2 separate regions of the Rattus norvegicus genome follow, and region 1 is linked to region 2. The links are chromatin contacts, called in public Hi-C maps. All regions are on one chromosome and are shown on one strand. Each heading gives the region's core, a stretch centred on a gene start, on an enhancer-like site or on the middle of the called end of the contact. The rest is flanking DNA. Distances are from core to core; before and after follow the strand shown. Region 1 has its middle 52 kb from the start of Iqsec1. Region 2 overlaps Iqsec1 (IQ motif and Sec7 domain ArfGEF 1).

The links. A called contact is a pair of places that touch in the nucleus more often than the background predicts.
Region 1: a Hi-C map of the A7r5 cell line shows a contact between it and region 2, with 5 times the contacts expected there. The contact joins two enhancer-like sites. A contact is called at or near these places in 4 of 12 Hi-C or Micro-C datasets (the A7r5 cell line, the Rat2 cell line, Schwann cells and 1 more).

The regions. Positions count from the first base shown.
Region 1 is chr4:124,878,150-124,881,487 of GRCr8, reverse strand. It overlaps a transcript of Iqsec1 not described here. Among named protein-coding and RNA genes, the nearest start is that of Iqsec1, 52 kb to the right of the region's middle. Within about 2 kb of position 1,272, at least 6 of the 93 cell types and tissues checked have an H3K27ac peak or open chromatin away from gene starts, as enhancers often do. A contact at or near this core is called in the A7r5 cell line, where this site is marked.
Region 2 is chr4:124,802,419-124,805,517 of GRCr8, reverse strand. The region is part of intron 1 of Iqsec1 (IQ motif and Sec7 domain ArfGEF 1); the gene reads left to right. Among named protein-coding and RNA genes, the nearest start is that of Iqsec1, 24 kb to the left of the region's middle. Within about 2 kb of position 1,772, at least 7 of the 93 cell types and tissues checked have an H3K27ac peak or open chromatin away from gene starts, as enhancers often do. A contact at or near this core is called in the A7r5 cell line, where this site is marked.

The sequences.
Region 1 (3,338 bases), core at 23-2,522, 76 kb before region 2:
AGAGGACCCAGCATGAGGCCATGAGTCCAGAGAAGTAGGCCAGGCTGAAGGACAGCCTGAAGGCCTATTGTCTTCCCTGTTACGCGCTCTATGGCCCATGCCTTGCCTGGATAACAGGCCCTACTGAGGCTCTGCAGCTGGAGGTCGCAGAAGGCATTGATGTTATCTTAGGGGAGCCAGCAAAGTCACCTGAGCATGGCAGAAGCTGACTGCAGGCCTGAAGAGAAACCCAGCCCCGACCCTACTCCAAGTCTCACTGCTGTGGGACCAGCCACTATCATATTGAGGCAGCCAAACACTGCCCTCTGCTGGTATACTTGTGTATAACACTCAGAGTTTTCCTGAGACCTGACAGACCTCGGAGCCTCTAAGTTCCCTTTTGCAATTGTTTCCCTTAGCCTTAGAACAAGTCTCTCTTCCCCTTTGTCCCCTTCCAAGTTGTTTCTTATGACTAGGCATAGAGTGGTTTAACCCTAGAGCAGCACTTACCATGATCTTTGCTTTATCTCTAAGCCTCTGCCCAGGGGCTGGGGCTGGGGGCAGAAAACACAGAATAACCCCTTGCTTTAGGATGTCCCAGTCAGGATTCCCCAAGCCCTGCCTACTCTCTTCCATCTAGGCTACCCCTTCCTGCTCGTCTTCCACAAAGAAGTTGAACTCCAGAGAATGCCCCTAGGAAGGGACAAAGTCTAGGTCCCCCACAGAACATGTGACTCTCAGGAGTTGCCCTCTGCTTGCCCACACCTCTGTCATGGACATATCTATAGTACCTGGGTTACAGGACATGAAGTGGAGCAGAGCAGGGCAGGGCAGGGCAGTCCAAGAGGCCACGTAGCCCAGCAGGAGTGACTCAGCTGAAACAGCTCAGCTTTGCTATGGCTTCCAGGACCCTCCTCAGCTCTGACCTGCTTCTGCAGTAGCTGCAAAGGTTTTTCTCTGGGAGGTAGGAAGCCAGGAGGAAAAGAGGGAAAAGAGGGGATAGGTGGGTTCACAGTAGAAGCATAAGACCAAGAACATGGCCCTGGGTATCTGAAGTGGACACCTTTGTACATCAAAAGCCTTGCCACCTATGAGCAGCCCCATGTTCCAAAACGTTTCTGGTAGGCCTGGATGGGCTGTAAATATCTTGCCGTATATAGTTCTGCTGTGTGGGTTAAGGTAAGGACAGGAATCTGGCTTGTTCTGCACAGATAGAGTGCCTTTAGGGAATATGTCCAGTCTGGCTGAGTCCAGGAATGCAGAGCCAAGAGCCACCACACTTGAGAAAGGGAGCAGGGCCCCAGGCCTAACTCCAGCCTGGGTGACAGGATGCATGTGTTTGTTCATCTATCTAGTGTTCAGTGAGGACACTGGGGGAAGCTTTGGAGCCAATCAGTGAATTCAGTCATGGTTTTCCAGCCCCCTTCAACCCAACTCTCTGAGAAGGACAGTGGACCTGTGAGTGGTACTACAGAGAGGGATGGTGAGGGGCTGCAGGGGCAGAGGTGGGAGGGGGACCTTGCTGAACCCATGTTGATTGAGCCTGAAACCCAAATGATAAATGGTGATGGACAGCTTTGAGGATGACAGGAATTAAATGAAGGGGGTTGTGGTTAGGCCAGGGCATCTAGTGATTTCTGCAGCCTACGAACAGAGAAAGTTCAAGTCAGCCAGGGGGCACGAATGAGTTACCTTCCAACATAACTGGATTTCTCTGCAAGGAACATACCCCAGGGCATGATCACATGTGGTCTAGGGCTATGGTCAGGACAGTGTTATGCCCCATACCTGGGCTCCGTTCAGCCTACCTGGTGTGTCCAAATACTAGTGGGGGTGGGGTACATATCTGAGTCTGGGGTCCTAGTCTAAGATCTCTATAGAGTTCACTGGTTGATAGGACATGGGGTCCCCTGACATGGCAGATGCCTGAATATGCCAAGAGAAAGAACACAGTAGGAAGCAGGCATCTAAAGGATTTGGAGACCTTGTCAAGGATCTGGGGACCACCTCTGCAGGAGGCTGTAGGCTCACTGCCCTGCAGACCCCATGTTCTGTTCCTATAGCATTCATGGCTGTGGGGGAAGCAGATAAAATCAGGGAGAGTGACAATAAAGGAGAGTGGGCCCTAGTGCAAGGACTCAGTGTGAGACCACACTTGGTCACATTCATTGTCTCATCAAGTCAACATTTTATTGAGTAGCTGTGGTGACCCAGACACTGGGGTCACAACCCTGAACAGAAAAGATGAAGACCCTCTTCTTATGAGACTGGGACCTGAGCTTGCTGTGCCCTCAAATCCCTGGTCAGCCTTCCACCCATCAGGGCCACTAGCAAAACCCCCATGGAAGAAGGGCAGGGGGTGGGGAGGGACATTGGCTTAGTCAGGTAGAAAGTATGTGCTCTCCTGGGCAGGATCCCAGCATAGAGATAGGACAAGGAATATTCACTCCATAGAAACTGTCCGAGTTCCTCCTGCAGCCCAACCGCTCTAGGCACCAGAGGCAAAAACCAAGTGACCATTGTCTGTCAGGCCCCAATAGCCATGAACTTTGTGGGAGGCACCATCCTCGCCGAGCACCATAGGTCCCCTTCCCTGTGGTGTCAGGGTGTGGGAAAGAGGCAGTATCTATGCCTCAGACAGAGCAGCCAGTGGCCTGAGAGGTTACCAGAGACTACAGGATTCTGGCACCATGCCCACTGCCCATCATTCTGTCGCACAGATTCTTTGTGAAAAAGTCTGTGCAGTCTACACAGCTCTGGAACGTTGTTGACATCAGCAGCTGATAACTGCTCCATGCAACTGTCCAGTGGCCCTGCCCTCACCTACCTTGTTGCATATGCCCCCGGGGACAGTGTTGAGCATGTATCCTAGCCCACTCTGCTCTCATTGTACATGTTCACCCATCTGAGTTTCACTTTTAAATATTTATATTTTTATTTGTGTCTATGTGTGGGGATATCAGTGCAGTGCCCTCAGAGGCCAGAAGAGGGTGTTGTTATCTCATGGAGATGGAGCTACAGTTGCGAGCTGCTTAACGTGGGTGCCGGGATCTGAACTCCTGTTTTCTATAAGAGCATCAAGTGCTCTTGATCACACCGAGCCATTTCTCTACAGCCCAACTCATCCGCTTTTCACAGCCCTCTGTGAGAGGGATCAGAAGGGACTTTCTGCTAAGTCAGTTCCAACCCAGGCCACTCTGAACCTCTATAGGTCCCCATCTTCTTCATACTAAACCAACTTGTTGACGACCGTTGTGTTGTTAGTAATTGCTAGATGACTGAAGGTTTTTTTAATGATGCATTTTTCTTGTGATTCTCACCACAGAAAGTTGATGTTATAATTACTATTACTATTATTA
Region 2 (3,099 bases), core at 523-3,022:
TGGCTTTCTTTTTTTCTTTTTCTTTTCTTTTTTTCTTTCTTTCTTTCTTTTTTTTTTTTTTGACTGAGAATGGAAGAACTCTGTGTGTGCTAGGCAAGTAACATCCTACTGAGCCACACTCCTGGCCTGACCATACACTTTTAAATGCTATTTTCATCGTGTTAAAACCCTCCTCCCATTTAAAAAGGTCATCTAGATGACTCTCCAGAAGGAAAAGGTCTAGCCCATAACCCCTGCCATAGTCTTGTTACCCTTGTTCTGAACACATCCCTATCATGGTACCCTCCAGTGTGTCAAGGCTAAACACTGGAAGAGATGCTTACTCAAGTGGGGCTTCACAGACCACATTCTTACATTTGAAGATCCTATGGCAGAGAGCTGGAAGGTATAGGTTCAGGCTAGGTAAGGGAAGCATCTGATGCCATGGTATCCAGTGTGCCCCAGACTAACAGAGATGCCAAAGAGTGATAAAAAGAACCTAGTTAGGAAAGCCCCTGTCCTGCCACTGTCCTCTATGGGTGTGTGTTGGGGGGCACCATCTAGGAGCACTGTGAAGACAGAGTGTGGGTAGAGCCCAGCACAGTGCCTACCTGACATATAGTAGGTACCAAATCCTGTGTGCTGCAGGCACATGGCCATGTCTGCCACCTTGCCCTCCATTCAGGTGCTTCTTCTCCCCCTATCTCAGAAGCACCTCCTCTCCCCAGCAGAGCAGCCCCTGAGCCTGACTCCTGCTTGCAGCCCCCAGCCCTGCACCCTTGTTCTAACTTCCTTGCTGCCCTCTCTAAGGCCAGCTTTTGTGTGCAGGATGAATAGCCCCAGAGCCCTTCATCAGGTGAAGGGCTCAGCTACTCAGTGCGGCTGCTTAGTTCCTGTTATCAATAGCTATCATCTGTAGACATTCTGCTAAGCCCTTGTGCTAGAAGTACTGGACAGTAGGAGCCCAGAAAATGCGTTGGAGATGGATCGAATGGGTTTGGACACAGCCAACAAACATTAGGAAGTTTTGCTCATGTGCTGGAAGCTAACAGTACTTCACCACTGTGAAATCTCGGTCTTTATCAGTGAAGCTTTATGTGTGGTTGTATGTTTATAGGTTATTTGCCTTTTTAGACTTAAGAGTTTTTGAATTGTAGTTTCTGTTGTTGGTTTGGGGACTTCTTTGCATACGGAATGAAGCAGAAGACTACAACAGACAAACAACGTGGTGGCATGGCACAGCAGTATGTGCTCAAAGCCATTAAGTTGAGTCTGACTGTTGAGAAGCTGCTGGAGATGGGACTGGGTGAGGAACCTCTTTATCACAAGATCATAGGAAGCTGTAGAGGAGTTCTGAGCAGGAGGGGGATCAGATGGAGTCATTTTTGGAAAATTACTCTTCATCAGGAACAATCGTGAATACAAGGAGGAGCTAGAAGGGTAGACCAGGGCTGGAAAGTGCAGGCCATGACTGTCTGGTTGAAGAGTGTCTTGTTTTAACTACAGGGAGAAGGCACACAGACATGCTTGCTGATGATGTAAAGGTGAGAGGGAGGGGAGGGAGATGGAGGATGGATGGCTTCTGCTACACAGACTTCCTGTGCTGCTAGCATCTGCACTGTTGTGAGCACACTATTCTGTGTCTTGCAGTCTTCCCCATCCGTTCCCAGCTTCCTCTGTACATAAAGTGGGCAGGGCAGGGGAGGATCCACTCTGTTCTCTGGGTGAGTAGGTTTGGTTGCCCAACATGAGGCTCTGCCCCAAACAGCTCAGACCCACATGGTATGTACAGTGTGGTCATCTGTTCCATGCCACAGGACTGACCTCCAACCCAGACAGATGACAGAGCTGTTGCCAGGGTAACCCCAGACAGGAAACACGAAATAAGTATTTCCAGGCAGGATATGGACATGGGAAAAGCAGATAGGACTGGCCCTGAGGGAGCTGAGGGATCTCAGAAATCGTTTGGGTCCCTTGACCCTTAGCTCTGCTCTCCCCATCTCCTCTGGGACTATTAACACCCACTTAGCTCTTCTGCTGAGAAGGTTCTGGACTGGCAGTGTGAGGCGGGCATTTGTCTAATGCTTCTTGCTCACTTGGTAGAGGAAACTGTAGGGTTCAGAAGGGACACCCTCCATAGTGAGGTCACATAGGCAGTCACCCCAAGCCTGTGCCAGAGCAGGCCTTAGACACCATACCTCCCAACATCCTGTCTAGGATCAGAAACTGCTATTTTCTTTGTAATTTTTTACACTTATTTTATGTGTGTCAGTGTTTGCCTGCATGTATGTATGTATGTGTACTATGTGTGTGCCTCGCACTCATGGAGCTTCTGGGACTGGAGTCAGGGTGGTTGTGAGCCCCTATGTGAGTGCCGTGAATTGAACCCAGATCCTCTTCAAGAGCAACAAGTGCTCTTGACCACTGAGTTGTCTTTCCAGCCCCAGAATTTTATTATTTGCAAACAGATTTAAAAAAAAAAAAACAACCCAGCAATACATCCAGGCTAGGTGTTGTGATGCATGCCTTTAATCCCGGCACTTGGGAGGTATAGGCAGGCAGATCTCTGAGTTTGAGGACACCCATGGCTACACAGAGGGAAAGAAACAGTAATACAGGTATATAGCAAGATATACACATGCATACATATATACATAAATACACACACGTGTAAGTAGAATGTTTCAGTGGAAAGCCAGTCTCCCTCTTTCCTGTTCCCAACTCTCCCTGCCCTTCCCAGGGCATTGCTGTGCTTGTCCCTGTCCCTGTCCCTGGCTCATCCTTGTCAGAAGTAGTCTATGCAGGGATCAGCGGCTATTCTGTGCCCCAGCCCCCTTACCTCCAAAGGTACAAATACTTAACATAAGCATACAAGTCAGCTTTCTCATACCATAACAAATATCTCGTTTTGACTTAAAGTTGTAGAGGTCTCTGTCTGTGGTTGCTTGGCACCGTGACACAGCCCATCATGGCAAGATCAGGAGGCAGAAGCAGTGACTAGCCAAGGCATGAGAAAGAAGATACAAGGAGATTCAGCCACCACCCAATACTGCCACCCTAGAGGCCAAGGCTATTTCACACAGACCTTGGGGGATGGGGCAGGGATATTTAAGATCCAAC